Regions from separate parts of the Arabidopsis thaliana genome. Here region 1 is linked to region 2. Evidence: chromatin contacts called from public ChIA-PET data. All regions are on one chromosome and are shown on one strand. The core of a region is the stretch at or near the end of the contact, and the rest is flanking DNA. Distances in the headings are between cores, read along the strand shown. Region 1 holds the start of AT5G43020 (Leucine-rich repeat protein kinase family protein). Region 2 holds the start of AT5G42950 (GYF domain-containing protein).

The links. ChIA-PET counts read pairs in DNA pulled down with a chosen protein or histone mark.
Region 1: an H3K4me3 ChIA-PET map of shoot shows a contact between it and region 2, with 17 read pairs. The contact joins the promoter of AT5G43020 here to the promoter of AT5G42950 in region 2.

What each region holds. Positions count from the first base shown.
Region 1 is chr5:17,256,586-17,263,354 of TAIR10.1, reverse strand. It overlaps AT5G43020 (Leucine-rich repeat protein kinase family protein), which reads left to right and starts at 5,278. Exons shown (of 2, transcript NM_123668.4): 1 at 5,278-6,769. The coding sequence starts at 5,613. It overlaps AT5G43030 (Cysteine/Histidine-rich C1 domain family protein), which reads left to right and starts at 2,571. Exons shown (of 1, transcript NM_123669.2): 1 at 2,571-4,428. The coding sequence starts at 2,670. The coding sequence ends at 4,364. AT5G06435 (a long non-coding RNA gene) reads right to left here and starts at 1,590. Exons shown (of 1, transcript NR_142917.1): 1 at 1,234-1,590. It also overlaps the pseudogene AT5G43035.
Region 2 is chr5:17,221,742-17,228,176 of TAIR10.1, reverse strand. It overlaps AT5G42950 (GYF domain-containing protein), which reads right to left and starts at 3,907. Exons shown (of 10, transcript NM_123660.3): 1 at 3,660-3,907; 2 at 3,061-3,149; 3 at 2,114-2,983; 4 at 1,911-2,031; 5 at 1,730-1,825; 6 at 712-1,488; 7 at 1-623. The coding sequence starts at 3,741.

The DNA.
Region 1 (6,769 bases), core at 4,029-6,528, 34 kb before region 2:
TCGTGATTAAATTGAAAATCAACATAAATTTAAAAATTTAAATCAATAGATCTAAAGTTTATGGTTTAAACCAACGAAAATGGTAAACTAGTGATTTAAATGACGTTTTATATATTTACCCAAGATTCATTAAGTTTTCTTTTACGGAAACTCCAAAAACTTAAAAGATAAACTACTCACACATGAACTAGAGAAGACATGATAAACGTAGAATAATAACTCATATAAAATCAAAAAAAATTAAGAAAACATATTTACAAATCCTTAAAACTAAGAACAACCTTTAATTGAGAAAAAAATACGGCAAAAAGTTATGTCTACGACTGGAAGAGAATAAGTATTTATATCCAAAGAGAGAGACCCTAAAATCTAAGAAAATAGAAGTTTTCCAAAACGTTAACTGATCGGTTACAGCAATGTACCGGTCGGTATTCTTCGTCTTCGTTTTTTGTTCCGATCGGTAGTTGTCTTCGATCATTTTTTTACTTGACATTGTTTCGTTCTATTTCCACTCCAAAACTTTTTTTACTCCAACATGATTAAAAACCTTTTTAAAAAAAGAAAACCACCGAAACTATCTTGTTTTTACCAAAACGACTCAAGAATCGTTAAAAAGATTCTAAAAACCGATAAACATATGTGATCTTTTGATTGCATCGTCTGATTTTTATCAAACCGCTTGGAAACGAAATCTAGCAACTGATCTTATAATGTCTATCAATCTTCTTGGCGTTGGACCTTCAGTCTCTTGCAAAGCTCTAATGCTTCTTGCAAATCTCCTCTTACATTTAGACGGTGACGACACAAATGTTCCGAAATTCTGGCACTGATGATGGTTAAGATGGACTAAACTGTTCAAGTTGGTGGAGATGAAACTCAAAGAATGTGCCATCCTGAAAACAATATCCAACAAACCTTTTCTCTAAATGCAACAGAAAAATTCAACAATGTCATCACTGGTTGCTGCAACAAATTGTAACTCAAATCTGAAACTACTTAAGATAATATATGAATAATTCAACGCAATTTTTATTAATCTCCAATGGAATCAAACATGAGCTAGTTTAAATCCTATTTATACTTCTTTAAGAAAAAAGACTTGAAAAAACATATAAAGAAATTTCACACAATCATAAATGTATAAGAAAAACGGAGAAATTGACTTAGAAATTAGGTAATTGCGAACAACTCTTGAAGTATCTATACTATGAAATCAATACAGCCATATGAAAATGAATTACCACCAACACTAGGGAGATCGAAGAAGATTGCTTGGGAGGAATTAATGGAAGCGAGAAGAAGAGCCAGGGCTTGAAGCTGTTTTTCAGAGTCTGGATTTTTCTAATTGAACAAGGGAAGAAGATGAGAAGAATCGAAGAAAGCCAACTTGAATTGGGCCTTGTCAACTTTAAACTCTGGCGCATTTAAAACATTGTACAAAAATTATAAGAATCAGTTATTTGGATCATCTTCCGATAGTACTCTACTCACTACTCTTGATCGTCACCGTTATTAGTTAACCTTGTGAAAGATTTGCTTGAGGAGGGGATATTCAAGCAACACTTCTAACCCGAAAGAAGATGAATACATCTGAGCTTATGCCAACATTTCCAAAAAGTCTAATTGTTAGGAAAGCAAAACCACTCCCATGACCAGAATTCTCGTATCAAGAAACGGAGAGGATTCAAGTTCTTTTATTGTTGTGTTGGTCTATGTGGAGGACATTATGATAGCAAGTAACAATGATGCAACATTAGAGCAACTGAAGTTCTTATTGTGTTCAGAATTCAAGATTAAAGACCTTGATTCAACAAGATTCTTTCTTGGTTTGGAGATAGCAAGATCATCAAAAGAAATGACTGTTTGCCAAAGGAAGTATGCTCATAATTTATCGGAGGATGCATGTATTATGGGATGCTAACCTAGTTCAATACCAATTGGATCCAACTCTGCATTTTTGCGACTATACTTTATATCTCCAAAAAAGCAAAATAATTCTATGAGGTTAAAATAATAAAACATAATATATAGCTTTTGTATATATATTGTAAACGTTTTCACGATCACATATATTTGGTTTTATAAATTTTAAAGATAGAGTTGAATTTCTCGTTTTGAGGGTTTCGCTTTGATATATTATTTATCAAATTTTAAAAACTCTGACAATAACAAAAAAAGACAATGTTGCATATAATTGTTCATTTTGTAAGATTATTCTGCATGAAAGTGGAGGATAAAATTATAAGAATTAGCAACTTTGAAAAAAAAATCGCACAAACTATTTATCAAAATTATGTATAACTTTATGTCAACAATCCAACCCTATACTCAATGTTTAGGGACATAATTACAACTTTCACCCATTTATATACTACTGTTTAAAATTAATATACTTAAATTTTCGTTGACATTTGATTTAGGTGACAGCACGATAGTATTTTTCTTTTCTTTTTTTTTTTTTTTATCATATGACAGCACGATAGTATAGTCGTTAAATATAACAAATATATACAAAACTTCCGTTAATTAAGAAATATAGTATATGAATAAATTTAAAAAATTGAACGTGACTGAATCACCACATGACTGGCCTTTATTCTTTATAATGGTTGTGGCAAATCAATACATATCCTCATCCTCACCCCCAAAGTTTTTCAGATCTACAATTAATGGAGGAAGAGATTGCTGATGGTGGAATTCTATCTCCGTTTCACAACCATCCTTTATACCCAACAGACGATTCGTCGACTCCGTGCGTTGGGTGTGGTGAAGAGACAGCTGGAAAACACGCTTGCCATATTTGCCATGAGATCAACGTCCATAAGGGTTGCCTTGAAATCATCAACCCTTCCAGTCCCGCACATCCTCTATCCTTAACCGACAGATTTGACGATTATATCAAATGTACCATATGTCACTGGGTATTTCACAGATATATGTATTATTGTTCCTTTTCTGGTCTCCCTGTTTGTAAACAATGTGTGAGGAAGCCCTTTATTCTTGACCCGGAAAAGGCACACGAGCATCCACTCCTCATCTTTCTTAAAGGGTCTTTCTCTTTTCCTTGTGATGCGTGTGGAGTGAACGATGCTAATTCATGTCTTTGTCTATGTATCCCATGTCGTTTCACCATCCACATGGACTGTGTCTACTTACCGCGAGTCATATGTGTTAACCGTCATGATCACCGCATCTCGCATGTTCCTCGTCTAGGCTCAGGAAATTGGAGTTGCGGGGTGTGTCGTAAGGAGGTCAACGGCATGTATGGGGCTTATTCATGCTTGACCTGCACTTTCGTTGTTCATTCAAGATGTGCAATAAGGAGTAATGTTTGGGATGGGATAGAATTGGAAGGGGTGCCTGAAGAAGACCCGGCAAATCTTTTGCCATTCTATGTGGTAGAAGAGGGGCTGATCAAACATTTTACTCACGAACACAATCTAAGACTCGTCAATGAGGATGATATCCTTCATGATATAAGCAAGCAATGCTATGGGTGCGTCCTTCCAATCTTTTTTAATTCATGCTACATATGCACGCTTTGTGATTTCGTACTACATGAAACATGTGCTAACCTCTCCAAGAAGAAAAGGCATCCGTCTGAGAGTCGGAGATTGACTCTGTATGATGAGTATTACGTAAATTCACTTATGAGGAAGGGTCCTTTCATATGTTTCGTATGTAATCAACGCTGCAGCGGCTTCGCATACGTGGAAGACAGTGAGCGTCGTGACGGCTTGAAGATTGATGTACGATGTGTTTCAATTTACGATGGGTATGTCCATAAAAGTCAACCACATTCAATGCTTGTAGTTCCCGATAATTGGAGCACATGCTCGATTTGCGGAAAAGGTGGTGAGCATATGTGGAGTTTGACTGGGCAGGATGATTTATTTATGTGCTACAAGTGTGCTACTATCCCTGAACTGGCAATGCACAAATACGATGTTCATCCTTTGTCCTTACAATTCGGTGAGATGGCCAAGGGTGATTATTGGTGTGACATATGCGAGAAGATTCTAGATCCACAAAAGTGGTTCTATACGTGTGACTTGTGTTGTACCACTCTTCATATTGATTGCGTACTTGGAATGGAGCCATATATGAGGGTTGGATCCACCTTCCATTTGAAACGATTTGTATTGGAAGTTCTTTCCAACTATAGTGCTTCTCGGCCACATTGTTACACTTGTTCGTCTCGTATCAATGATCTTATCGTCTACAAGAGCAAGGATGTTTACTTTTGTTCTTTAATGTGTATTAAAAAGAGTCCAAAACTCGATTCTGGCTTGTATTGGTCTAATATGTATGACTTCACTGAGCCTGATTTGCATTTGTCTAACTTTTTTCATGATGATTCTTGAAATTTAATTTTATTGAGTTTTTTTTTGTGTTTTCTAAAAATTTGTACTACCATTAGAGAATTTTATCAAATAAACTTTAAATTAGGGCTTTAATTACATTTATATAAATAGTACTCCCTATTTTCTTTTTTATTTGATTGTTTAGGAAAAACACACATATTAAGGTAAACATATTAATATGTAATTAATTTTCTTCTGAATTTCTTTTTTTTTTTCTTTTTTAAATATAATATTAAATTATAGTAAAAAAAAAAATAGCTTTTTACAATTGGTATAAACGATTTTTTAAAAAGAAATTTATATTTTACATAGATTTCTTAGTTGAAAATAATGATCCAAGTGAATCAAGCACGGCCTGCGAGCCAAACTTGAAATGCTGCATCATTATTCCTTTTTCTTTTTCCTATTTTTTTCCTTATTCTTTTTTTTATGTTTTATTCCAACTCCCCTCCAGTCACACCCTCCATACACTTTAAAACAGAATTGTTAGCCAACTTCAAGCCAAAAACTATAACCAGCTTTGGGCTATCTTTACTTTACGGTTTATTATCTAAATTCACCTTAACCAACAGGTATGTAATTGTTCCAAAAATTTCTTGTTGATGATATCTTCCCGCTACAACAAAAAGAATTAAAACACATGTATACGTCACTATCCAAATTCAAACCATGTCTTTTATTTTCGCCGACATCCAAATCATGTTTAATTCTCAATAGTAAAGTTCATAGTTGAAACTTCAACTGGAAGCAAAAAAAAACAAACTTTCCAAAACAATTAAGAAACAAAATGCTATTAGTTGAAAAATAATCTTTGTCACATTGTTAACTAACTAGCTTTTAAGTGTCAACCACCATATGGTCCTTAATTAGATCTTATATCTAACCTAAATCATAATAATATTTTTTCTTCATTACAGTAGTTAGATCCGTTTCTGATAGAAAGAAAACAAGAGTTAGATCTCTTCCTACAAAATCGGCGTTAATATATTTGAATCTGATCCATACTATCCTTTTACTTCGTTCAACAGTTCAACAAGTATCATAAATACACTAAAATAATTACACAACTTCTTTACTTTATCAGTCTTCACGTGACTCTGAAAACTTTCCAGTCCCCGACAGCTACTTCTCTATTGTTTCTTACATCCTTTTGTCACGTACCTCCTGCTCTCTTCACCTCTCTCTTGATATGTAATAATAATCAGACAGACATTTACATGCTTCTTTAACACATTCGTCTTACAAGCTATGCTTCTTCGATGTAACTTACCCATTTCTGGGTTTCTTCTCTTCTGTTTCCTCTTTACCATTGTTGCTTCTTCTTCTTCTTCCTCCAACCACACAAAGCGCGTGTTTCATTCTCACCGTGACGTTTCTGCTTTGTTACGTTTTAAATCCAAAGCTGATTTATGGAACAAGATAAACACGAGCTCTCATTTTTGTCAATGGTGGGGTGTTACGTGTTATGGAAACAGAGTTGTTCGTTTGGTTATTGAAGATCTTTATCTTGGAGGGCGACTCATTCCTGACTCAGTTAATAAACTCGACCAGCTTCGAGTTCTGAGTCTCAAGAACACTTCCTTAACCGGACCGTTACCAGATTTCTCCGGTTTGGTTAATCTCAAATCATTATTCCTCGATCACAACTCTTTTTCCGGTTCGTTTCCTCTCTCGGTTCTCGCTTTTCACCGGTTAAGAACTCTCGATTTCTCCTTCAATAACCTCACCGGTCCAATCCCATCCGGTTTAGTTCTCTCCGACCGGTTGATTTATCTCCGACTTGATTCGAATCGGTTCAACGGTCCCGTCCCGCCTTTAAACCAATCCACGCTTCATACATTCAATGTTTCGGTTAACAACTTAACCGGTGCTGTACCGGTGACAACCGTTCTGTTACGATTCGGTATTTCTTCATTTCTCAAAAACCCTAATCTCTGCGGTGAGATTGTTCACAAAGAATGCAATCCGAGAGCCAAATTCTTCACTCCGGTAACGGCGGCGCCGTCACCGAAGATGGTTCTCGGTCAAATAGCGCAAATAGGCGGCGCAAGATTATCCCGGCCAAGTCAAAACAAACATTCACGATTTTTTGTGATTCTCGGTTTTATCTCCGGCGCTTTTATCCTCTTCATCTCCGTCGCGTGCCTTATCGGCGCAGTGAAGAGACGAAGAAGCAAAACCGAGAAACAAAAGGGGAAAGAATCAACGGCGGTTGTGACATTTGACGCGGCGGAGACGGCGGAAGTAGCGGCGGCGATAGAACAAGAGAGTGAGATAGAAGAGAAAGTGAAGAAGCTACAAGCGACAAAAAGTGGGAGTTTAGTATTCTGTGCGGGTGAGGCACACGTTTATACGATGGACCAACTAATGACAGCATCAGCTGAGTTATTAGGTCGAGGAACAGT
Region 2 (6,435 bases), core at 2,658-5,157:
CTCTTCTTGTTTATGTTGGTGTTTAAGCAAGAGCATCTTTTCCACCAATAGACGCTGATGTTGGGCAGAAAGTGGTGTCTGAGCATTCAACTGCAACAAGAGCTGTTGCTGCTGCAACAGATTGAGCGATTGATGCTCTTGAGAGAGTCCAGCAGCGAGCATCATATCAGGAGATAACATGCCACCTGGATTATTTTCCATAGGTTGACCAAGTAAACCTGACAAAGGTAAATTCTGCTCTGGCAGTCTCTGCTGTTGGACCCCAAAGGGAATTTGCGTTTGGAAAGTTTTAGCATGGTGCAAATCACTTTCCTTTTGAATGGGTTGAGACCAAGCAGGAAGAGGACCACTAACAGCAGGAGAAGACCTATCCGTTACACCTTGGAGGATGGACAACAAATCAGAACTTGGAGAACGGGTAGGTTGTTGAGCATTTTCTGACACATTCTCTGATCCTGGCATCAGGTTTGCAGATTCCCGACCAGGCCAATATGAATACGGACTAGGTATTGATCTCTGCCGCTCAAGTTCCAATTTCTTGGCCAGGAGATACATATCAGCCCCACCATCAGTAACTGGTAAAGACAACCCACCAGAACTATTTACTCCATATCCTTGAACACCTGCAGACACAACAAAAAAACAGAGAAAGTGAGGATAACAATAGATATTCTTACAACACACACACCAAATGGCTAACGCTAGGACTACCTTGAGCTGAATTGGTCAGACCCCCAGACATCAATGATTCAATAAACCGGTTCTCCGCTACAGTTCCTGCAACATGCTTATACCTCATATCATTTTGCAACATATCAGTCTCACCCATCCCAGAATGAACTTTCCCCACACCAGGGAAGGCTGATGTACCAGCTGCATCAACAAATTCGTTTTGCTTGGCACCAGTAAAACCAGGTGGTGGACCCGACTTAGCCCGTAAATGTGGCATTACATCACCAAGTAATGAAAAAGGAGAATCATTTGGTGCACTTGCAAGACGAACTAGCAAATCTATGCCAAAATACCCAGCCTCAAACCATCCAATGATATCAGATCCAGAAAAAGGGCCTTGAATTAGACCCTGAGGATCTTTATAATAGAGTGAAAGTTCTTCAGGCGAAGATGGGAGAAGCTTTCTAACTTCCTGCTCCCTGTCGAACACCAGAGATGGCTGCCTTCTAAGTGAAGGATCTTCACTGATTTGCCATCTTGATTCACCTTTCGACTGCGGCAACATCATATTATTGCCACCTAAATGATTTATTGAATCTTTAGGATGCGACCAAACACTGTCAGAAGATTTCAGCCTGCTATCAGCTGAAGGGTCATTCCAATCATGTGAGTTCCTATTCGACCTTTCTCCCCCAGAAGACTGACGCCATGGAGAGGCAGATTGAACATGAGCATTTCCCTGCATACTGGGTTCTTTCAGTTCTCTGACAGGTGCCTCATTGCCTCTCCTAAAAGGTGCATAACCTTCATGAGAAGCTGTAAAATGACAGAAACCATATTGTGAGAGGCAAATAGGGACAGAAAGAACTCGCATATCACTCAGAACAAATCTTAGCATTTTCAGCTTTGACAACACTGCTCAAAGATATTAACTGATATGAGTTAATTTCGTTAACCATAGAAATGGACATGCACTTGGTTCCAATATCAGCTATTCCTAACAGCACCAACATGAGTCAACAAAGCTGCATGAAGGCCACAATCTGTCAACACATACCTTCAGGCCTAAACTTATCATCTGGATAGTTCCTTGTTTCTCCACTTTCATCTTTAGACTCCTCAGCACCGAATGTCATATCTTCTCTGCTTCCAGCTGCAACAAGGTATTCACAAAATTTACCATTTATTTCATAAACACAAAAGACTAGAAGCCTGGATGTCTTTTACAGAATTCTTACCAGGCCTGATCCGTCTAGGTTGTGAAAACTCGACCGGATTTCGTCCAGTAGGGCCATCCTTGGACGTCTGAGGGGCACCACTGCTCACTATTTTTCCTTTCTCAATCGCATCCAGAACATTCTGTGAGTAAAAGTGGGTATAAGGATCAGAACTGAGATACCAGAGGAAAAAGAAAAACATCAACTAAATTATGACTACAAACCACTTCATCGGAACTTGGAGCACAAAGAGCCAGAGGATCCGTTGGCTCCTCAGACGTTAGGGAAGGCACCTCAATAAACCCATCCGGAAACTTTTCATAACACTCTGTGTCAGCCATCCTGTACACATCCAACAGTTTCATTCTGCTATATCTCAGATGGGGAGGTTCTCCAGGACCACTTTCCCCCTTGTCAGAGGCAGATCCAGGGGGATGAGACTGGTTTGGTGCGCTAGTAAAAATGCTTCCACCAGGACTCATCCTTCCACGTCCAGCTGAAAAGATAGCAGTGTTCTCTCCACGCCCCCTGCTGTGGGAGAAGGAAGTAACCTGTTTGTTTGGTGTTGATTGGTTGTGAAGAGCTTCTCCTCTTCCTCGACCTTGAGAGGGTCTCCAGGGCCGGTAATGGTCTCCATCGCTAGTAGGAAGAGATGGACCCTTCTCACGAATGATTTCACCGTCCTTACCAGGTTCATCCCACTTATTACGCGGAATCTCAGCTTCCTTGTCATCAGGACCCCAGCGAGAGTTCCACTTGCTCTCACGCCTCTGCTCTGGCGCAGCATCCTTGTTTCCTGAATCAGTCCACCGGTCATTCGGACCACGTCGTTGTTCCCCAAATTTAGGAGCCACATTATCCCACCGGTCAACCTTCTTATTATCACCAGAGTCTTTGTCGCCATTCCGCCAGCGGTCATTTCGGACTGAGGACAAGGTGTCCCTTTCCTCATCACGCCAACGATCACGACGACCACTTTCTGCATCAAGCAAGGATGGCCGGAAAACATCTTTTTTCTTCAGATTATCCAGTGTCTCCTCCCCATTCCCTGTTGTTCTCACAACATCCGAATGGTTTCCATACTGATTAGGATCCTGTAAAACATTAAACCAGCTCACATGTTAAGAAATCAAAAACAAACTGCACGCATACACAAACAATAGAAACATACCCCAGTTCCCATCCCAGTCTTGTTCTCCCCTGGTTTGGAGAGAAGCCACTGTGGTGAAAGAGGAATCGCATTGTCAGAACCTTGGATATCTGCACACACAAGGCCAAAATGTCACTCTAATCCTTTAGCAAATACACAGTAAAAGAATCAGCTTTAGGTCTCTACAAGGGATACAATGAAGTACCAATACGTCTCACATCAAAGATTTAAACAATACACATCTAATGGATCTACAACAACACTAAACAACAAACAAATTGATAACACACATAGCTCATGGAACCATTAAAAATCAATGCTTTAACAATACCAAATATTAAAAATAACAAATTCAGTACCAAAATCAAAACCCCAAGAGCTGAAAACTGGTAATGTTATCGAAAACGATCTAAAGACACCAAAAACCCTAATTAGAGACTTATAATATAAATTCTGTTAACGCTAATTCAATCTCCGATTAAGCACCGGGAAAGAGATGAGCTACAATCACACTGAAAAATTAGGATTGTGTTCGAGTCTCTGTAATGAGAGAGACTCAAAACACAATCCTAAATCATCGGGAGAGAAGAGGAAGAAGAAAAAAGAAGCGATTAAAATACCTTTGAAGATCTGGTGCGGTGGATTGACGGAGAGGTGTTTGTTGCGGTGGTCTGCGGCGGAGCCAGCGGAAGAGTTAGCCATGGATTTGATCGGTTTCGAAGTTACAAAGAGAGAGAGAAAGATGAAGCGACGAAGAAGAGAGAGAGCGAGAGCGATTACGGTGACGAGGAACGTAGGTTTAAAAGAGAGGAACGACTAAAATACGGCGTAGGTTAAGCTACTATTTCATATCTAGCGTATTTTAGCATTCTCCATCTCTTTTGGTTAGCTATTAAAAAAAATTAGAAATCTTTCTCTTTTTTTTCTTTAGGGTTAGACAGTTTCCCCATGATTATCCACTTTGTGTCTGAACGCACGCGCTTAAACAGAGCGTTTAACTCACTTGTCTTTGGATATCAGTCTCACGTGGGGTTTACGCGCATTGGAGGGAGCGCGTAGAGTGTTCTTACTTGTTTTTGTTGTCTCGTTCGCATTTGTTTTTTTACCGAGTCCTTTGAGAATAGAAGAGTGGCCCTTCTTTGGGTCTATATGGATAGAGTTTCTACTTACTACGAAAGAGTACTAAACCGGAAATTAAAGAGGCAGAGCACGAGTCAGGACCGTCTACTCTATGTTGCTACGAAAGAACCCTAAACCGGGATTTTAAAGAAGCCGAAAACATGATGATGGTTTTGGATTGGGTTTTGACTTTTTAGACAGTTTGTGACTTTGTGTCTTGATACAACACCACATGCGTTTGGGCGTATCTACGTCAACATGTGTGGTGTGTAAAGGTCACGAAATTTACTTCTAGGTTCCTTTTAAGATAACAATTGATACCCATCTCAAACACACCAAAAAAAAAACTATCGGTTTAATATATGATTGTTGTGCCAAAATTATATATATATATATATATATATGATTGTTTTATCGGTTTACAATGAAGGTGAATAGAAGCGATCGTAGCCGGTCTTATAAAATCCAGGCTGAATAGGAAAAAAAAATTGGGCCTTTTTTAAAAGTAAACTTTACTTTTATTAATTATTTTGTTAATTATGGGAGATTCATAATTTTTATTTACTGTTTTTTCTTAATTTTGGGACTTTTTGCTAATTATGTTTTTTTTGGCTAATTTTGGATATTTTGTTAATTTGGGGTCTATTTTACTAATTATGAAAACTTTGGTTAATTATAGAGCCTAGAAAATTCATTAAAAAAAAAACACTAACAAATCTACATAAAATGAGCCTCAAAATTTGAGAGCTAATACCTCTGTTTCATAGAATTATGTCAAAGGTTAAGCTTGGAAGCGATAAGAGAGAATGTGATTGACTTACAACGATTGTATGAGCATTAGTTATTACTTATTAGTTATAATTGATGATAAACGGTCAAAGAATATTAAAGCTTAAAATTTAAAGGCTTAAACAGTATTATGGTGGAGACAATCATTAGATCAAATTTTGAGTTTTTTCTCTCGCTTGAAGAAGTTTTTTAGGTCTAGTTTCTTTGGTTCTCTTTGATTTTCATCGCATGTCAAGATTTCTTAAAGAAGTTTCATGAGTGAGTAGGTACTCCCCTCCGTCGACGGCGGTATGGTTCCCATCGATGTATTTGTGGCTCTAGTTTGGCGGAGGACGAGGTTTGTTGGCGTGGTTTGGTCATAGTATATTACTTGGAGTAACTAATACACCTTGTTGTGCAAGCCAACTTATGCCATATGATTGACTCAGATATAAAAATGTTAGCCCCTATGAGAAAGTGATTTATCAAATTCCGTCAAGGTAAAATGCATGTGGTTCGTTAACATCTAATTCAACTACCAACCATATTCTGAAACCACAGATGAAATATACAATGATAAGCTCTACCACAACCAGATCCAAAGAATCATGGCATATGAGTCGTAACATGGGTTCCATTGTTAACAAAGAGGAGAAGATCAATAAATTTTCCATGCAGGTTTGTGAAAATTTTTCCGTCCTCCTTCTTTTTGAACTTTAACTTGCTACTATTGGACCACCAATGTGATTTACTATTTCGTTATGGCCATTGATATCCAATGAGCTATATAATAGCTAGATCCAAAGAATAAGCTCATGCGCATAATCCGAAAGATTCATTTGCTACTTCTAGTGCATGTGCTTCAGATGTTCCATCCACTTTTTTTTGTCTATGATCATTTTTTACTGGTGAGCTTTGATTAGCAGCTTATCCAATGCTTCATCTTTTATCAAGAATTGTAGACAAGTAGCTTTTATAAAGTTTTAAAATTAATTTTTTTTTTGATAAACCCTATCAGCTGATCTGGTCGGTAGAATTGCACCTGTTTTATAGTAGACTTCTCTCCGAAAGACCACCATAAAGTTTGTCCCAAGTTTGGAGTGTTTTCCGAATTTCATGGATAATCAGACCGCCTGCATTTCTAACTACCATGTAAACCAGTTAGAATTTAGCCAAAACCCAACTAACACACTTTTCAGACAAATGTGTTTTTTTTCCAAAGATGGTCGAACTTAGATATAAAAATTTCACTCTTGACCAAAATTTTCTCTACCATATTGAGTAATTCAATTCTCTCTCTAAAAATTAGAGAAGTAACCCTCTAAACCAAATCATTTTAAAATGTATATAAAAACTCATTTAAATCATGATCAATTACAACATTATATAGAAATTCTCTCTTCTTCGAATCTCTCAAAGTAAGATGGTTATAATCATGTGTGTGGTTTCACTAATTAAACAAAGACACTTTGATTTTCACAATGAAATCAACATATGCCTTCAAAAACA